Linked DNA regions of Muntiacus reevesi: region 1 is linked to region 2. Evidence: chromatin contacts called from public Hi-C data. All regions are on one chromosome and are shown on one strand. The core of a region is the stretch at or near the end of the contact, and the rest is flanking DNA. Distances in the headings are between cores, read along the strand shown.

Region 1 (3,736 bases), core at 419-2,918, 140 kb before region 2:
CTTATACCAGATTTATGGCAAAATGCTTTCATCTCAGATACTACCTAGCTAAAAATGTGCCAACTCTGTTTTAGATGTCAGAGTACATTTCAAAAATTTGTTCTTTTTGTATTTTTTGGCCACATTATGCAGCTTGTGGGGATCTTAGTTCCCTGATCAGGGACTGAACCTCGGCCCTTGGCAGTGAAAGCGTGGACCTCCAGAGAATTCCCTTTGTTCTTAATTAAAAAATATTTATTTACTTGGCTGTGCCAGGTCTCAGCAGTAGCACTTGGCAATCTTTGTTGTGGCATGCAGGATCTAGTTGCCTGATCAGTGAATCCCCAAGTGGGTGGGGTGGGGGTCTCCAAGACTTAGCCACTGGATCACCAGGGAAGTCCCACTGTTCTTAATTTAAATAACTCATTTTACAATAGTTTTTATTTATAGGTTCTGAATCCTCATGGGTCAACATGTTGTATGAATGAGTATCATAAACTGAAAAATAAGAAATGGGGACTTCCCTAGTGTCATGCCTATTTTTGACAGAACAGTGAGTGGTGGGGACAGGGCTTCTATCCTTGGTACCATGCATGATGTAATGACCTCAACACTCAACAAAGTTTCAAAAATTAAAGACCTGTCCAGGGAAATCTAGAAAGGCAATTGAAAACACTATCATCAGTTAAAACCTGGCATACCTGCCTGTGAATAAAAAATACCCCTTAAGAATTATTTCACAGAAGATTAGAAACTAATATATATACTTAAAACTCTCTAACAAAACTTTCGGCTGAACTGATGTCCAGCTCTGACAGATGCGATTTTCACTGTCATGAGCCACATGGGCTGCTGCTGGAGAGCGCTCAGTGCATCCTTCCGAAATTTGACTCAGCAACCACTTGATTATCACTTCTGAATGAGCTCCTTGTGTTTTCTCTGGGTATCTGGTGCTAAAATCTTGGAACAGAAAAGCAGCAATAATAGTAGCCAAAAAAAAAAAAAAAAAGAAGAAGAGGAAAAAGAAGAAGAAGTTAACAAAACGTGGGCTCCCCTTAAATCTCAAATTTGTCTTTAACAGATTTCACATCTTGCGTTTGGGGCGGGGGACAAGAGAAGAACGCTCATTTCAGAGGAGCGGAGAGGGGAAAGGTTGGGAAGACCTTGGCGGCGCCCGGCCAGGATCGACCTCGGGGAAGAGAAAACAAAGTTCACGGGAACCAGCGGGCAGGGCAAGGCAGGGCGGCAGTTGGGCTACCGGGAAAGGAGCGGGCCTCACGGCTCGGCTGGAAGGCGAGACTTCGCGAAGGCCCACGGGCAGCGGGAGCTCCGCGGACGACGGGAGTCGTCCCTGCGGGGAAGGAAAGGGCGAGCAGCAAAGAAGGAGCAGCAGCATCTCAGGAGACTGAAGGCCCGGAAGGCTGGAGCCGGTCCTCAGGCGCCCTGGGCAGCGGCCACCGAACAGGGCGCCGAACGGGGGAGGGAATGGCGACAACTCATACCTGGATGAGCACCTTCACGTACATGAGCGGCTGGGACAGGATGGTGAGACCGGAGCCCAGGAGCACCTGACTGGCCGCGTCCGCCATGATGGCACCCGCGGACGGACGGACAGACCGAGCCACCAAGCGACCGAGCCGGTCCCGGGTCACGTGCCAGGGCCGCCGGCTTCACTGGCCCGCCCGCGGCGCGCGCGCACGCACGCTCCGGCGCGCGCCTCCCCGCTCAGTCCCCGCCCACCGCCCCGCCCTCAGAAACGGCAGGCTCTCGCGAGCCGGCGCAGACGTCGGGGCGGGGCTTACGGCCCGGGCGCACGCGTCCTGTGCTGGGATTCCCCCGCCCTCCGCTAGGAACGGACCATTTCTCCTGCGCCTGCGCATGCAGAGAGCTTCCGGGTGGGGGAGAATGGGCGTGGCAATGGGGCCTGACCCTGTCGGCCCAAGGCAAGGTCAGGTGAATGAAAGGAATTGTAACAGGATTCTTCGATGCTCTTGCCTCTGCACTTGAGCTTTTGGGATCAGCAATGTAAGGTCCAAAGAATATTCAGCGTCAGAATCATAAATAATCTCACTTCAGTTCAGTCGCTCAGTCGTGTCCGACTCTGCAACCCCATGGACTGCAGCACGCCAGGCTTCCCTGTCCATCGCCAACTCCCAGAGTTTACTCAAACTCATGTCCATCGCGTCGGTGATGCCATCCAACCATCTCATCCTCTGTCGTCCCCTCCTCCTCCCACCTTCAATCTTTCCCAACATCAGGGTCTTTTCCAGTGAGTCAGTTCTTTGCATCAGGTGGCCAAAGTATTGGCGGTTCAGTTTCCGCATCAGTCCTTCCAGTGAATATTCAGGACTGCTTTCCTTTAGGATGGACTGGTTGGATCTCCTTGCTTGCAGCCCAAGGGACTCTCAAGAGTCTTCTCCAACACCACAGTTCAAAAACATCAATTCTTCAGGGCTTAGCTTTCTTTATAGTCCAACTATAAATAAACAATCTAATGACCAGCAAAACCTAGAGGAGTTTGAATAATGAACCCATCAGGGGGTTGCTATTCATGTACTCATTCATTCAATGTTAACTTCTTCGAAAGGCCTTCTCTGACCTCTATTTAAATTTAACCCCCCCCCCTTTATTCCTACCACAGCATGTTGTAATACTTATACTTATCTGGAATTTATCTTTTAATCTCCTCCACCAGAATATAGACCCCCAGTGAGTTCAGGAGCCAGGACAGTTTTTGATCCTTGTCTAGCATTTCACGTATGAAATGCTCAATAAATATTTATTGCATAAACGAACAATTACTTCAGTGACTACCAGGCCACAGGTTATTAGAGGAAAAAAGAAAAACAGCATTGCCCTCAACCTTTCAGTCCCAGCTCATACTTTCTAAATCAAACAACACTTAGAACCTGGCGCAGAGAAGGAAGAGGAGACTTGATTTTCAGTCGTGGTTCTCCTTTATATCAAAATGATTGGAAAGTCATTTTATCTTCTTCTATTTTCAATTTTTGTATCTAAATCTAAAACTACTACCTGCCTCTCAGGATTATTATGGAGACTTAAATGAAATTGTGCATAGGATAAGATTTTTAAAAACTGTATATTGAAATCCAAATGTTAGTTTTAATTAATATTGTTCTGTACTCAGCACGGTGCGAGGGAGGCAGTTTACAGAGTGGGAGGGAGAATGGACTTGGAAACCTATGGTCCAAATTTCACCTCCACCAATTATTAACTGTGTGACCTTAGGCTGATCACATGATGTCTTTGAACCTTAGAAAAATGAGTATAGTATTATCTACTTCATTCTGTTGTTGTGAGAACTGAATGAAATGACATGCCTACACAACTTGGCAGATGAAAATATAATATCAAATTGTGACTTTTTGAGTTATAACACACAAGTTGATTCTAATTAAATCCAGAAACTGTTTCAACATCAAAACGATTGGTGTCTTAACAACATTGTCTAACCAGAGGCTGTTTGATGTCTAACCATAGAGACCATTTAGCAAGAGGACTTTTTTTCTGATTTTCTTGAGGTGTAGTTGAAGTACAGTATTGTATGTTACTAGTGTAAAACATGGTGATTCACAACTTTTAAAGGTTTTACTTTCTGGTTTCCCTGGTAGCTCAGCTGGTAAAGAATCTACCTGCAATGTGGGAGACCTGGGTTCGATCCCTGGCTTGGGAAGATCCCCTGGAGAAGGGAATGGCAACCCACTCCAGTATTCTTGCCTGGAGAATTTCATGGACA
Region 2 (3,501 bases), core at 759-3,258:
TCTGAGCCTATAAATTTCAACGCCTACTTGACACTGTCAAAGAGCAACTACCCAGACACTTTAATAGCACGTCTAAAAGAATTACTTAACAACTCTCCAAAATCCATTTTCTATATCTCAGAAGATGGCAATCCTGCAGGATATCTGGTCAGTCACACCAAAAGACAGGAACTTGTCCTTGCTTCCTCCATTTCCCTTACCATCCCGTATCCTATATTCAATCTATCACCAGGTCCGAATGAAGCTACCCTCTAAGCGTATCTTGAATCCATCAATTTCTATTTTTCTAGCCACTCCCACAGTTGAGTCACCAACATGTCTTACTTGGTCCATCATAAAAGCAAACTGTTCTTTTGTATTTTACCCATCCTCCCCAAATCTACTTTACACAAAGTAGACTGATTATTTTAAAATGTGATTTTGATCAGGTTAGTAATCCTTTATAGACTTTCAGTGACTGCTCAACATACTCAGGATAAAATTTACCATCTTGGGGCTTCCCTGGTAGTCTAGTGGTTAAGAACCTGCTTGCCAACTCTTGGGACACCAGTTCGATCCGTGGCCTAGGAAGACTCCACATGCTACGGAATAACTAAGCCCGTGCTCTAGAGTCTGTGCTCTGGAACAAGAGAAGCCACCGGAATGAGAAGCCCATGCACTGGAACAAAGACCAAGCACAGCCTGAGGTCCTTCATGATGTGCCCAGCCCAGCTACCTACTCTCAGCATCTCTCACGTCCTTATCCATTTTGCCCATTTGCACTGAAGCCGCACACATCTTCAGTCAGTTCCTCAAACCTGTCAAATTCTTTTCACCTTGTGGATTTTGGAGATAGTGATCCCACTTGGTCAACTGCCCTCTCCTGTGACACCTTGCCTGGCTGACCTTTCACCCTTCCAATCTCAGGTTAAATGTGACTCACTTTAGGCGTTCCCAGCCCACCAATAATACTTGGTCTTCCCATTAGCCTCTCAAAGCCCTATTCTTCTCCTCTGAGGCAAGTATGAAAAATCTGTATTGATATCCCTACATATGAACATTAGCTTAACGCCTTTTTCTTTCTCAAAACTGCCCCATGAAAGGTACATCCACTTCTGTCCCTACACTGCCACACCTTGTATGATGAAAATGGCGACTGTTTTTGTTAGTCACTCTGCCCCCAGGACACCTAGCAATGCCTGATAAGTAAAGGCTCAAACACACTCATAGAATGAAGGAAGCGGTAAAGCTCTACAAATACATCATGGGTTCATGTTTGAAAACTGGTCTTTGGGGCTTTAGCCCCTATGCAACATTTCTTCTGCTTTTAGTGTTGCCTGGGAGGGTACCTCTTCCAGAACTCTGGGTCTCCTTAATTCTCCACTGATTAAGACATAAATAGAAAGCAGTCTTTATTTCTTTTCCTGTCCACAACCACTTCGGAAAAAGAATGACACCTTAGGGCCAGCCACGAAAATTCAGCCGCCGAACGACCCCGACCTTCCAGAGGGTTTGCCAAAGACAGCACTTACCAATGAATGAATCTGTTTCTGGTGACGGAGAACAACTTGGCACTTTCCACGTAGTAGAAGCCTCCCGCGCTCTCACCGTATTTCACGGCTCCGGCCGCTGCATTTGCAGTTCCTGCAAAAGGTGAGTGGTCAACCTGGACACGGGGTTCTCTGGGGATGACACGGACTGAGGTCGGTGAGAAAGCAGAGGGGGACGGACTGACAGCGCATACAGAATGAAAGGGAAGGAAAGAGGAGGAAGCAGGACACTAAGGTCGCTCTGATTCCTGTGCTAACAAGCATGTGGGCTCAGAAGGGTAACGGAGGGGTTAGAGATTGAGGAAGCCATAGGAGAGGCCCGAGGGTAAGGTTCGGATCGCGCTCTACTGGGATGCTGCCGTACCAATGCCGCAAACGGTGAACTCTCTAAAGTGCCTCGGCCTTTCGCGCTCAGCGCCGCTGAGCTCCACGAAGCTCCGTTCCACGGCTCCCGCCGCCGCCATCTTCCCGCGCCGCCGCGAGGCCCGACGGGACAACAGCAGGGCCGGGCGGGTGTCGTCACTTCCGGGGGGCGGAGCGGGCGGGCAGGTGGGGAAGCCCCGAGAGGTCGAGGGTGGCCGGATCCTGCGTTGTGAGGCGTCCACCGAGTCAGCTGGAGACCAGGTGCGCAGGGAGGGAGCCGAGGGAGAAGAAGCTAGGGGAAGTCTGCCGACTCTGTCTGAGGAAACCTTTGCGTGGCCCGCTAGGACGCCCCAAGGGGCGGTGCCATTTTTCCCGGCGGCCTCGCGGCAGGGGGCGGGGCCGGGTTTGTTTCCATTTTGAAAACGCCGGCGCGGTTCGCGGGTCTCAGACTGCCGCGAGGGGCGAGGACCTGGGAGGCCCGGCAGACGGGCGCCCTCTACTGGGTTTCGAGCGTGCGGTCACCTCTCAGTGCGTCGTCGTGTCTGTCAGTGAATCTCCGCTGTCTCCTTTTATTCACCCTTAAGCGACCCTTGGGATGGGGTGGCGGGTGATGGGGGCGGGGGCAGTGAAGGGCAGAGTGCCCTTTTGCGTCGGAATTTTTCCGAGAGACTGTATACGTGTATTTTTGTATAGTGAACCGCAATGTATTCAGGTAAACATTGATGTTGCTCCCTGCTGGAATTACCTAAATGCTGCTCACTTTCATAGGTGAAAGGAATTTGCCGTTTCTTCCATTTGTGATTTGGGTGTTTGGAAGATACTCCGACTTCAGTCGTGTGTAGGGTAGAGAAGGGGGCTTACCCAGTGGCTCAGCGGTAAAGAATCCACCTGCAATGCAAGGAGGGAAGGGTTCCATCCCTGGGTTGGGAAGATCCCCTGGAGGAGGTCATGGCAACCCATTCCAGTGTTCTTGCCTGGAGAATTCTCTGGACAGAAGATCCTGGTTTGCTGCAGTCCATGGGGTCACAATGGCGTAAGTCCCTGGGGTAAGGTCCACCTTACCTGCTTGCTGAGAAATCTGTATGCAGGTCAAGAAGCAGCAGTTAGAACTGGCCGTGGAACAACAGACTGGTTCCAAATTGGGAAAGGAAGAAAGGAATAGGTCAGGGCTGTGTATTGTCATCCAGCTTATTTAACTTACATGCAAAGTACATCATGCGAAATTCCGGGCTGGATGAAGCACAAGCTAGAATCAAGATTGCTGGAAGAAATATCAATAAACTCATATATGCGGATGACACCACCCTTATGGCAGAAAGTGAAAATGAGGTAAAGAGCCTTTTGATGAAAATGAAACAGGAGAGTGAAAAAGTTGGCTTAAAACTCAGCATTCAGAAAATGAAGCTCATGGCATCTGGTCCCATCCCTTCATGGCAAATAGATAGGGAAACAATGGAAACAGTGACAGACTTTATTTTTGGGGGCTCCAAAATCACTGCAGATGGTGACTGCAGCCATGAAATGAAAAGATGCTTGCTCCTTGGAAGAAAAGCTATGACCTACCTAGACAGCATATTAAAAAGCAGAGACGATTCTTTGCCAACAAAGG

Evidence for each region. A called contact is a pair of places that touch in the nucleus more often than the background predicts.
Region 1: a contact with region 2 is called in a Hi-C map of blood, with 1.9 times the contacts expected there. The contact joins the promoter of MTCH2 here to the promoter of NUP160 in region 2. A contact is called at or near these places in 2 of 3 Hi-C or Micro-C datasets (blood and muscle).

Annotation. Positions count from the first base shown.
Region 1 is chr9:14,973,251-14,976,986 of mMunRee1.1, reverse strand. It overlaps MTCH2 (mitochondrial carrier 2), which reads right to left and starts at 1,668. Exons shown (of 13, transcript XM_065944795.1): 1 at 1,482-1,668. The coding sequence starts at 1,568.
Region 2 is chr9:14,831,911-14,835,411 of mMunRee1.1, reverse strand. It overlaps NUP160 (nucleoporin 160), which reads right to left and starts at 2,008. Exons shown (of 36, transcript XM_065944259.1): 1 at 1,894-2,008; 2 at 1,512-1,623. The coding sequence starts at 1,993.